Linked DNA regions of Hordeum vulgare: region 2 is linked to region 1. A link is a contact called in public Hi-C data. All regions are on one chromosome and are shown on one strand. Each heading gives the region's core, a stretch centred on a gene start, on an enhancer-like site or on the middle of the called end of the contact. The rest is flanking DNA. Distances are from core to core; before and after follow the strand shown. Region 1 holds the start of LOC123426285. Region 2 holds the start of LOC123426286 (transcription factor PHYTOCHROME INTERACTING FACTOR-LIKE 13-like).

The links. A called contact is a pair of places that touch in the nucleus more often than the background predicts.
Region 2: a contact with region 1 is called in a Hi-C map of seedling, with 3 times the contacts expected there. The contact joins the promoter of LOC123426286 here to the promoter of LOC123426285 in region 1. A contact is called at or near these places in 2 of 6 Hi-C or Micro-C datasets (leaf and seedling).

The regions. Positions count from the first base shown.
Region 1 is chr2H:358,093,127-358,099,417 of MorexV3_pseudomolecules_assembly, reverse strand. LOC123426285 reads right to left here and starts at 1,330. Exons shown (of 3, transcript XM_045110083.1): 1 at 1,132-1,330; 2 at 745-1,045; 3 at 1-206. The coding sequence starts at 1,221.
Region 2 is chr2H:358,528,925-358,534,641 of MorexV3_pseudomolecules_assembly, reverse strand. It overlaps LOC123426286 (transcription factor PHYTOCHROME INTERACTING FACTOR-LIKE 13-like), which reads left to right and starts at 1,550. Exons shown (of 7, transcript XM_045110085.1): 1 at 1,550-1,774; 2 at 1,859-2,342; 3 at 2,434-2,499; 4 at 2,629-2,694; 5 at 2,809-3,105; 6 at 3,184-3,344; 7 at 4,577-5,491. The coding sequence starts at 1,728. The coding sequence ends at 3,312. TRNAV-AAC (a tRNA gene) reads right to left here and starts at 5,638; the gene lies at 5,565-5,638.

The sequences.
Region 1 (6,291 bases), core at 81-2,580:
GCTGCTGGACATGCCTTTCCCCAGCTTGGGCAGATCAACTCCTCCTGAAACTTGAGGTTTCTCCTGACATCTTAAAAGCTTCTGCCGAGATTCTTTCCTCATAGCTGCGGCGTTGCTCACATAATTGATGGCATCCCATAGCATACCTCTTAGCAAGGTCAAGGTATAAAACCTTGCTGATTCGAATGGGACATTGTTTGCAAAACCTACAAATCGGAAACAAGCATGTTGTTCAAAGTGTCATATTCTAGTGTTAAAGAGTAGCAACTGGGTGCATAAGCCTGTGGCAGACAAGCATTCAAGTCGGATACAATCCCATACACCAACACGGATAAAGGCATCATTAAAGTATATCCATTTCTCAGGAAAAGAAAAGTATATCCAACACTTCTCAACACCAAGGAGCGGTTGGTTATGTTCTACTCCCTCCGTTCCAAAATATAAGACCTTTTAGAGATTTCACTAGAAGACTACATACGGAGCAAAATGAGTGAATCTATAGTCTAAAATATGTCTATGTACATTCGTATGTAGTACACAGTGCAATCTCTAAAAGGTCTTATATTTAGGAACGGAGGGAGTACATTAGTTCATCACTGCACCAGTTGAAATTCAGTTTTTAAGAAACCAAACACCACAAGATAGTTTGAGTGCTTGATAAGACAACTCCATGTGAAGCTTTTCTGTTCCCCAACCATCTAAGAATGAGAATAGGACACTTGTTGTGCGAGCAGAAGAGCATACCGCCGCCGTGGTAGTGGTTCTTGATGATGCCGTGCTGTGGCAGCCCGACGCCGACACCGGCGAGCGTGATGCCGACGCTGAATCCGACGCCGCATCCGGCGCCGACGTAGCCGATGACCTCGGGTCCAAACCCCGGGCCCCACCCGACGCCGCAGCCGAACCCCAGCCCGACGCCCCAGAAGGCGCCCGCCGTCGGGTGCACAGGGTTCCACCGCTCGTACCGGCCCAGCATCCCCTTTATGATCATCTTCGGCTGCACCGGCGGCACCGCAATCTCCGGCAACGGCAGCGGCAACGGGGCCTCAACAACAAGGAAGAAGACAAGCAAGAAATCAGAGGAAGAACTTGTCTCGTTCCTTCCGCACGGAGAATGGCAAGAAATGGTACCGGATTGCGCCGGGCATTTGCAGCCGTGGAGGCAACAGGGTTTGGATCGGTTGGGGGCGGGGGTTGGTGGATTTGGTGGGGCTCGGGCATGAGCAGCGTCGGCTGCTATGGAGAAAGAATACTCTGGTTTGGTCTCAAATGCCGGATGCCTCAAGCCTTGAGCCACTTCACAATTCCAACTCGTCTTATCCAAGACCTGATCTTAATATCCAAGATTGGTTCAGTACAAAAATATCCAAGATTCAACCCATCCCTTTCGTATTCGAGTTTAGGCCCAGAATTGCATCACTGTTCTAAGTCTGTTTGGGCCGAGCATTGCATCACTGTTCTCAATCTATCTGGGCCGAACATTGCATCACTGTTCTGACTCTGTTTGGGCCGGGCTACCCCTACAGTGTACAGACGAGGTAGCACAGCCTAAGAAATACAAAAGACATCTGTCTCAAAAAATAATACAAAAGACATCTATCTAAGAAAAAATACAAAAGAAATCTGTCTCCTAAACCCCATCAAATGATTCCCCAAAAGAAAAGGAAAAACCATCAATACAAACTTATCACATTATCTAAAAGAAATAGACATGCCCCAAAATCAAATATACATTAAACATGTTGAAATCATTTTTGACTCAGCACCCCACCCCAAAAAATGTTTACCACCGAACTAACAAAATAGTTGGGCAGGTGGCATTGCCGCATGTCTCGGGAGCACGTGATGTATCAATCATAGAAAAAGGTCCCGTAAAAAATCCATAAAAAAGGCACACTAAAAGCGTCTTCAACAGCAGCCCTCATTTTATTGAAAAAGTCTTTCGCTCCTTTTTATAGAAAAAGCAACCCTCACAAGCAAGATAAGTTCGATACAAGGGTAGCAGCCAAGCACCCACATACGCGCAGCATCAACACACACGCAAGAGTCCACAAGTAGGTTCTGCTGAGGGCACAACTTAACAAGCCCAAAGAAATAAGAAAGTTAAACAATCCGCGACAGGGCTCCGTAGAGCTAATCCGGGTCCAGTGGGGGAGGTGGGAGCGCGGAAGGAGATGCAGCGACAATGACCTGAAGCCAGCAGTGATCATGTCAATGGCAGCTTGGTCCTAGGCACGGCAAAGCAGCTTCAGAGTTGCATAAAACCATCGAGTTTATAGATCGTTGTCGGTGTCAAAACCAGCGGATCTCGGGTAGGGGTCCCGAACTGAGGACCTTGGATCGATGGGTTGCAGGAGACGAAGGAGACAATATTTACCCAGGTTTGGGCCCTCTTGAGGAGGCAAAACTCTACGTCCTGCTTGATTATATTGATGGTGTATGAGGATTACAGAGTTGATCTACCTCGAGATCGTATGAGCTAAAACCCTAGATGAATCAACTTGCCTATGCGGAGGAAACCCTCTGGTTTATATAGATACTAGGGGTCCCTAGGGTTACATACAACCAACCTCAGCCAGGGGAGATGTGCCGATCTAACCTACTCAACTTGGACGACATGCCAATCTTTGGAGCCTTCCTACTTGTCCACGAGGTTGTCATGCAGTCCGATCTTCAATAATGCGGCCCGCTAGGTCGGCCTAAGAGAAACGTTCCGACCATTCGAGGACCCCTTAATCCCGGACTCCCTCAGTAGCCCTTGAACTAGCGTCCAACGCTGATGTATATGGTCTTCGGCAGCTCCTTGTATCCAAAGTAATCGGCTTGCGAAGCGAGTTCCCCTCATATTCAGTTGATTTAAACTTGGTCATTTGGTGATGTTATGCCTTTAAAACATGCACTAGTTAATTAGAAGGCCAAAAGGCCCAAGTGTGAACAGTTCCTCATCGGACGGCCTTTCTGACGAAAGGTTGCGATAGCCAATTATGACAAAAAACTCGACTCGCGGTTTGAGGCCGCTTTCTCACGGGCACGTCTTGTCAACGTGGAGATCGTGCCCCGTGTTTAAGGGGATATGGGTAATTGTATGGGTGATCCCACACGCATTCACCGCCACGTTCATTTTGGGAAGTGGTCGGGCCTGCGGCGCAATAAACGAGAACCCTTGGCCTAGCGCCCCCCCTAAAGGGAAAAGATCCATAGAGCCACCAGAGGCATTCCAGACTCGAGCCCCTCCCATTCTAGCTTCCAAGCGCCCAGATCCATTTTGCTTTCCGTCCTCTCCCAGCCGTCCTGCCCCAAACCCAGCCATGGTCGGCTCAGATTTTCATGGCAAATGTGAGGTCTCATGCGTCTCCGACTAGGACATCCGGTAGCTAAAGGACACCGGCTATCTTTCACTGGATATTTCTCATCATGCGCGAGAGAAAGGCCACGTGGTGCCCACTCCAAGGCCAGGCGAAAGAGTGGTGTTCGCCCCCCACTTCGTTCGGGGACTAGGCTTCCCACTCCACCCCTTCGTCAGGGGCCTGATGTTCTACTACGGGTTAGATTTTTCATGATCATCTCCTCATTCATCACCCTCTGTGAGGCCTTCCTATGGGTTCATCCACACTTCGGCTTATGGCTCAAGACTTTCAATATCAAGCCAAAGTCAGTCAGTGGCCAACACACCGATTGTGGCGGGGCCGTGATTAGCAAACTCCCCCGAGGCGAATGGCCGGAGGGCACTTTCATCGACGCCATCAAGTCCTTGCAAAAGGAGTGGTTTTACATCACTGAGCCTCGGGAACCAAGCAAGTCGGCACCTGTCGAGTTTAGATCCGGACCCCCCCCCCCCCCGAGAGGCTAGCCTCGTGGGTGAAAAGGGGTCTCGACTTGGGACCGTTCTCGGAGGTGAAGGTGCTAGAGAAGTGCGTCAAGCAGATGGTGGAGGTGAATATCGAGCTAGCCGACATGGTTCAAGTCATGCTTCGCCACTGCATCCTTCCCTGCCAGCATCGGGACACTCCAATGTGGTCCTACAAGCTCGGCGACCCAAGCTCTATGAGCCAGTTCTACCACACTACCCTCGAGAAATTGGGACGGTGTTGTTCAAGCCTCAATAGAAATGGCCGACCGAGGAGGAAGATGTCGGCATGGACATCGATCACCCTCCCTTGGAGGTATGACCAAGCCTTTATTCTTTATTTAAAGCATTTAATCTTTATCAGGGATCTTATCATTTCCCCCACCATCCCTACAGGGCTGGCTAGAAAAAGAAAAGCAAATAAACGGCCAGCCCCCCTGTCTGAGGACCCCAAGTAGCAATTGCTAACCATGATGCTGGTGGTGGCGCCATACACGATGCCAGAGAAAAAGGAGAAGAAGAAAAGGGAGACCCGTGGGGGTATCCGCTCAAGGGGTCCTCCGGATACCAAGTCCGGAGACACCCACGCCTCCTGTGTCTATGAGGAAAAGGAGGCGGAGGACAGAGAGGAAAAGGATTCCCTCCAAACAAGAAAGAGGGCGGCGCCAAAGGAGGCCAAGGAGGGCTTGCCTCCCCAGGCACCTAAGAGACCCTGCAGAAGCAAGGTCGTCGTGCCCGACGACAACCCGGATTCTGATGAGGACTCCAGGGCCTTTCAGAGGGTTCCTCGAAGGACCCCCAGGGTCAAGCCCCGGGCCCAAAGGTACGGAGTCTGAATTATATTTAATGAATTGTACTGAGATTTTGTAGATAATCATACATGCTCCTTTCTACGATGCAGCCCTGCCCGAGACCTCCCGATGGACCAGGTCTGAGAGGGGGATCACCACCGGCCGAACTGGCGGAGAGCGGGAATGCATCCCGCACTACCCTCCCTCAGCCATCGGACGAGGTTGCAGAGGTGATATCCCACCAAGACCCTCCGAACACGGGGGACGAGGTGGTGATGGCCGAGGTAAATACCTCGGCCACCGAAGACCGGGAGGTCCCAACCGAGGTTCATGCCTCAGTCACCGGGACCCAGGAGGTCGATCCCCTCCCAGCGAGGGGAGAGGGAGGCCTGGATTCATCCGAGCTCTCTCCGGATACAGCTCCAAGGAGACCTCCTCCTCCGGTCTCTTCAATGCTGCCTCCGACGCTGCCTGTGACAGAACAGGTTGCGGCCGAGTGGCATACCATGATGGAGAAGGCCCTGTCCGACTCATCGATCGCCGATGAACATCGCACCCTTATGGATGTAATTCTGCAAAGCATCCGGAAAGTTGATAGCGGACTGAAGGGAGCCTTCAATGGTTTGCTGGCAGGCTTCAAGGTAAACCGATTAGTGTTAATTTTATTAATAAGGTTTTTACATGCCTTATAGGTATGATAGCCCCGAGCCACTGGTGAGTTGAAAAACTTGCCCGTGGCTCAAAATAACTCATGGTCCTTGAACAAAACTAGTTCGGGGACCCATGAGCTATAACAGCTCAGTAGGGTACTTCGGCCAAATATTCTAATCCCGTTAGCATGCATGCTTATCAAACCCTATCTTGTTTTGAAGGCCTCGTCTTCGGTTGTGTCTACCAATGCCCTTGAACTTGCCGAGATGAACCAGAAACTCCAGGTTTCCAATGAGGAACTCAGCCGACCTAATAGTCGGCTAGACGAGAAGCATGGAAAGCTTAATGCATGCCATTGAGACTCTTGTTGTACTTTAGTAGTTTAGTATTGTTTGGCTTCTGTATATGACATCGTGATTTCGATAATGTAAGGAACTATGGACTTGGAGTTGGAGAAACTCAAGGCCGAAATGGAGAAGGCCAAGCAGGAGGCCTCCACTCATAAGATGGTGGCAGAGCAGACCGCCACCGAGCTAAGATCGTTGAAGGTCGAGAGCGGCGGGCACAAAGCTAGAGTGGTCGAGGTCCAGCAGGAGCTTCAAGGTGCGAGCGCTAAAAGAGAGGCCTTGGAACAAAAGTTCGAGGAACATGCGACCGAGCTCTCCAAGTTGTCCTTCGAGCTCAATTCGGAGCGGGTAGAGAGGCGTTTCTTCAAAGAAGAAGTGCGTGAGGCCAAGAAGATTGCGGATGGTAAGCCATACTTACTTCAAAGTGCCTTTGGTGGAAACAGGTTTGCCTTTATTACACGGCTATGGAATTCCCGAGACGCCTCTACGGACCTCCCGCGGAGTGGAGTAGATGCGGCCAAGCACTACGCGGTCCACGACGGGGATGCCGAGTAGAGGCTTTTCTAGGTGCAGATTCAAGCTCCCGAGGCCAACCCCTTCTTGTCAATCAGATGAAACAGCTTAAGGAGTTGCACAGGATGGCGGAGCCAGCCAC
Region 2 (5,717 bases), core at 301-2,800, 440 kb before region 1:
TTGCGACCTCCGCACATGGTTATTGTCACTCTACATCGACTCCTCTCTCGACATGGACATAGCGTCAGCAGGACTTTACCGTTGTCGATATGTGAGTTTTCTATTTTCATTTTGTTAGTTAGTTCATGTTTTGGCTGTGTGCATGGTAGATATGCACAAGTAGGGTGTTGCACAAGTAGGGTGTTGTCCATATCATGATTGTAGCCGCTTGATAATATTTTCTCCGTTCCTAAATATAAGCTTTTTAAAACTACATACAAAGTAAAATGACTAAATCTACATTCTAAAATATATTCATATACATTCATATGTAGTTTACATTAAAAATTTAAAATGAGTTATATTTAGAAACTGGAATACTATTTTTTAAGTTAATATAAAGGGCAGTACTGGGCGCCGACGCACCGGCCCGAACGCTCGCGCCGGTCGCAGTGCAGCCGTCAGATTGGGGATCCCTTGACCGTCAGATCTCCTCTCTCGTCCTCAACCTCGAGCCACGAATGCGAGCGCCTCACCGGCCATCCTCGTCCAACGCGCAGCGGCGCTCCCCACCACTCCCGTCTCCCCCTGCCTCCCGACGGTCGAGGGGTCCTTTTCCCGTCGCCCCCTCTCGCCGGACGTCCTCGTCGCCGGTCGCCGTCCTTGCAGAGCCAACAAACGCGAGCACCTTACCGGCCGCCCGTTGCAGCTTTTTTCATCAACGGTTATAGCATTTTATGTCAAAGGTTTGTAGCATTCTGCCATGGCAATGACCGCTAGCAGCTTTTTATATGTCTGGTTGCAACTTTTTTCATCAACGGTTGTAGCATTTTATGTCAACGGTCGTAGCATTTTATGTCAACGCTTGTAGGATTTTCGCCATGGCAATGACCGCTTGCAGCTTTTTTATATGCCTGGTTGAAGCTTTTTCATGTCGGTTTGAAGCTTTTTCAAATAGCCATTGAAGCAATTTTAGGCGACGTTTGCAACACTTGAATACGCGCGGCCCGACTATGACGGCACGCGACGAGGACGATAGGCGGAGGCTAGATCTGACGATGCAGGCGGCCGACGGGGGCAGGAACTGGCGATGCGGGCGATCGAGGGGGGGTAGGGATCGGCGATGTCGTCGACAGCAGCACAGGGACGCGCAGATGGTGGCCCCCCTCGGTCCTGCGCCCCACCACACGGGAGAATCGTTCTGCCAGGATGAGAGAAGATCGTATGGATCGCGTGCGTCCGGCCAAATGTTCGGCCGGCGCTCGTGGAAAACGTTTCCCTAATATAAAAGCATTTTTTATTGAAAGAGGAATACCACACGTTGAGCATGGGTTGTTCCACGTATAGCCACGAAACACCACGCAAGATAATCGGGTACATTTTCGCAGGTGTTACTTTTTCTAAAAAAAACTCTACGTTACTACTATTTCAGTATTTTTCTACTTACTGAATTTGGATTTTCATGTTCAATCTCCGCACAGTCAGGGAGCAAGTATTTTTCTTGGTGGCTGCCCCTGCCGCCGATTCACAGTCACACTCACTCACAGGGCGGACAGCGATGTCAACGGATCCTCCCCCTCCATACGAATGCCGCACAACTCTTCTCTCCTCTTCTCTTCTCTCGTCCTTTTATTATTCCCGAGAAAATCGAACCCAGCTAGACAGTCCACAGCTCTGGCACACAGCTTCGCTCTCCGCCGGTTTCTGCTCAAGTGGAGAGGCCCGTCAGCTCGATCGGTTCCAGGATCATGGACGACGGCGCAACACCGCCGCCCAACCACAAGAGGCACCTCCCGTAATTTACGAGCTTCTCTCACCAATTGATTCGTTTCTTGTGTCTGTGCTTCTTGTTCCTTGTGAGAGCCTTCTCGTGGCGCAGACTGCGGGAGGCGGGCGGCGACCTCGTGGAGCTGCTGTGGCAGAACGGAGCCATCGTAGCGCAGGCGCAGGCGCAGACGCCGCACCGCCGGTGTTCCCAGAGCGGCGCGGCGAGCGGCGTCACCGCGGAGGACGCGACCGCGTGGTTGATCCCGGACGGCGGCGGCGGCAGGGACCTGTACTCGCACCTCTGGCACGGCGTCGCCGACGGGGATGCGGGCGCGCTCGTGGCGGGGAGCGGCGGCGCCGGGACGAGCTTCTGCGGGAGCAACGCGGTGACGGCGCCGGCGCTGCTGCCATCGCCGGGCTCGTCCGCAGCGGGAGGCCAAGCGCTACTGTTCAAGAGGGGGAGGGACCAACTGGATAGCCGCCGAGAGGACGAACTGGATACCGACGACTGTGAGGCCGTCAATGAGACCCGGCCGCAGCGGCCGGCAGCGAAGCGCAGGACTCGTGCTGCCGAGGTCCATAACCAATCAGAGCGGGTAAAAGCCCTGACGACCCACCCATTCCATTCCAGTGTTGATCTGTTGCAAACGAGTGTTGCTGATCTGTTGTAATATTTCTGTCTTGCAGAGAAGAAGGGATCGGATCAACGAAAAGATGAAAGCATTGCAAGAACTCGTACCCCATTGCAACAAGGTACCAAAGAAACTGTATGCATACTTCTTCTTCTTCGAGAAGATTCCGCATTAGTAATTGTGTTCTTGAATCATTGTTACGTTTGTACTTTGGTGTGGATGATTGACCCTAGATGAAAAATAATTGCAGAGCGACAAGGCGTCCATTCTAGACGAAGCAATCGAGTACTTGAAGTCTCTGCAACTGCAAGTTCAGGTTCAAAATTCAAAATCACACCCTGAATTTCTAATTTCTCTTCGTATGTAAAAAGACGGTGGTTCTTCCTCAGTCAAACACGGTACTCGACTGACAGTGTTGGTTTGGGTTCAGATCATGTGGATGACTACTGGGATGACGCCCATGATGTACCCTGGTGCTCACCAACTCATGTCGCCGATGGCCGTGGGCTTGAACTCAGCGTGCATTCCCACGGCGCAGAGCCTTAGCCAGCTGCAAAAAAGGGTAGCACCGTTTATGAACAATCATCTCCCCGATCAAATGCCTCAGGTCCAATCTCCAGCTATCGATTCCCTCGATGTGGCAAACCAGATGCAAAACAATGGTGTCTGTGGTGAGCCAAGAAACCCTTTCCTGCATCCAGACGACACGCTAACAGCGGCATCTCAGGTTATTACGACACAGTTGATCTCCTCCTGATCTATCAGACTTTTACTCCTGTTAGCTTACGCTGTCGATTCCTCACAGCTTCCGGGTATGTTGCCCTATGCATCTCAAAAGGCACAACAAAACCAGAATCATCAGTTACTGCCTAGCATAGACATGCCAGCTTCAGGACCCTGCCCGCCATCTTTTGCTGACGGAACGGGAAAATAAGGCCAGGCAGTTTCAAGCAAGATGATTTACTGGTCAGTGTAAAGTTATTTTTCTTATCTTATTTTCACGTAATAAATTTTGTTACCGATGAACTAAAACTTCAATAGACATGTATATATCAGTAGATGAATCTCCCAGCAATACAAAGTTTGCTATCAGTAAACTGAAACTCCAATTTCCTGCAAAACAAACGTCGTGCTTTTAGTTCAAATTTGATTTTGGGACGGAGGGAGTACATGCTATCATTATTTCCTGCGCTTAAGCGTAGCCACTTAGTGTGGAAGCTACCAAATTGCGGTCGCCGGATGGATCGGTTCTTGATATTTTGTTCCCCTTTGGCACCTTCCGGGTCCTGTCCAATCAGTAGATTAACTCTGATCGTGGCGGTTGTGCATCCGTTTCACTCTTTCGCTGCTACATTCAATAGACTTTTTTGTCAGATTAGAAAAACAAGCCCCACTAGCTCACAAGCAATTGGGTTGAGCATCGCTCTCTTGATGCAGACAGGACAAGGAATGCAACAATTACTTGCATGAGATCAGCAACGAGTGAAAATACTACTAGTAATAGCCAGATCAGATCCTTGATGCTATCCCAACAAGCAATTTATGCATAGTGTTATTGCCCAGAATTATCGTCATTGAGACAGGATCATTGGGCCGATGTAGAGGCTAATGATATACGGTACTAGTTTCAGATAACCCAGGACCAATAGAACCTTATATACTAATCAAGTTCTTTGGTTTAGTATATCTTCATGTGGAGGCTTATGATATACTCCTGTTTCAAATTAGTTGAAGTTCTATGTTTGTCCTAAGTAAAAACGTCTTTAAGTTTTACCAAGTTTATAGAACAAATAAATCAACGCCAAATTAGTATCAGTATAATCTATATAAAATATATTTTATTTGATTTTGTAGATCTTAGCAGATTTTTCCATAGGACAACCCTAGAACTTCAATTAATTTGGAACGGAGGGAATACTAGTTCGCATAACCCAGGGCGTCTATGGCCTTGTATACTAATCAAGCTCTATACTTTATTTTTTAGATTGGCCATCTATCTATATGATAATATAAGATGCCAAGGAAACTCAGACATGTCCTTCACATCCCTAACGAACGGCCAGAATATCACCTGGCATATATAACTCGCAGGTATTCCCAGGAAGCAATAAAATACTGATTACGATGCTAAGTTTAACACTTTCTTTAACTTATCATCTTTGACATGTTGCTGAAATTTTTGTGTAATGACCAACCAGGGGGGTTGGATACAGGAGGTCAGAGCAAACTAGTCATAGAAGAGAAGAGATATGGTACCAAGACACTCTGTGCTGTAAGGCCAGGGGCAGATCATGCAACATTGAGCCTTGGTGGCACCACTAAGCAACCAACACGTATGGGCCCGAGATCATGCGGAATTGCGGATAGCAGATACTATTCTTATCCGAAGAATAGTCTTGAGCACCACCTTTCTATTTATGGAAGGATTTGGTCCATGGGAGATGAACTTGGGGCTTTGACAGGGACAACAAAAGATGATTGTGCCGATATGCTGCAGATCTGGAGATGACATTGTTGGAGCCAGGATCTGCACAATGACACAACTTGTGCACTTCTGCTCGTCTTTCCACCGATGTAACTCCACTCCACTGGTGAGTCCTAATGGGACTGTCCTGTTGACCCGCGGTCGAGCTATCGATATTCGAATGGACGGCTGAAACAAGGGTAGGCAGAAGAAACTTGTGCTTTTCGGACACAATTGTAGATCAGGTTTGCATATGCCTTTCAGAAATTCAGACAAGTGGTACATGAAGATCATTCTCATTCGGCCATCAGGATCGCGAGATTATCGCCTTACCCTTAACCCTGGAAAGATTGTACCGCATGTGGTGATGTCCTGTTACAAGTTAATCAGGACTGTGATGGGCATCATCCGTTTCGTCACAGGGTAATTAGTCTCTGAAAATATCAATGATGCTGCATCTTTTGTTGTGTTATACTCCAATTGTGAGTCAGCTTCAGTCGCCGTCAGGGGAGACTGGGACTTTGCTTCGCATTTACACGTCCAGATTTGGTTGTCATGCTCGTATCATAGCGATTGATGTAGATGCTTGGCAATTTGGAGGACAGATATTCATACCATGAAAAAAAAGAGGACAGATATTCATTCTTTGCGTCTTGCTCTTGCTTCTATATATATCTAGGAAACCAGAACTAGTCAAAATTTCAAACATGTGAAAAGATTATTGGCTTCGCCCGGGTTCGAACCGGAGACCTTCAGTGTGTTAGACTGACGTGATAACCAACTACACCACGAAACCTTTAGTGCTTTGTCCACATATGGTAAAGTTCTCTTCTAACTACGCTCAGCTGACGAACCAAACGCAAGAAGAAAGCAAA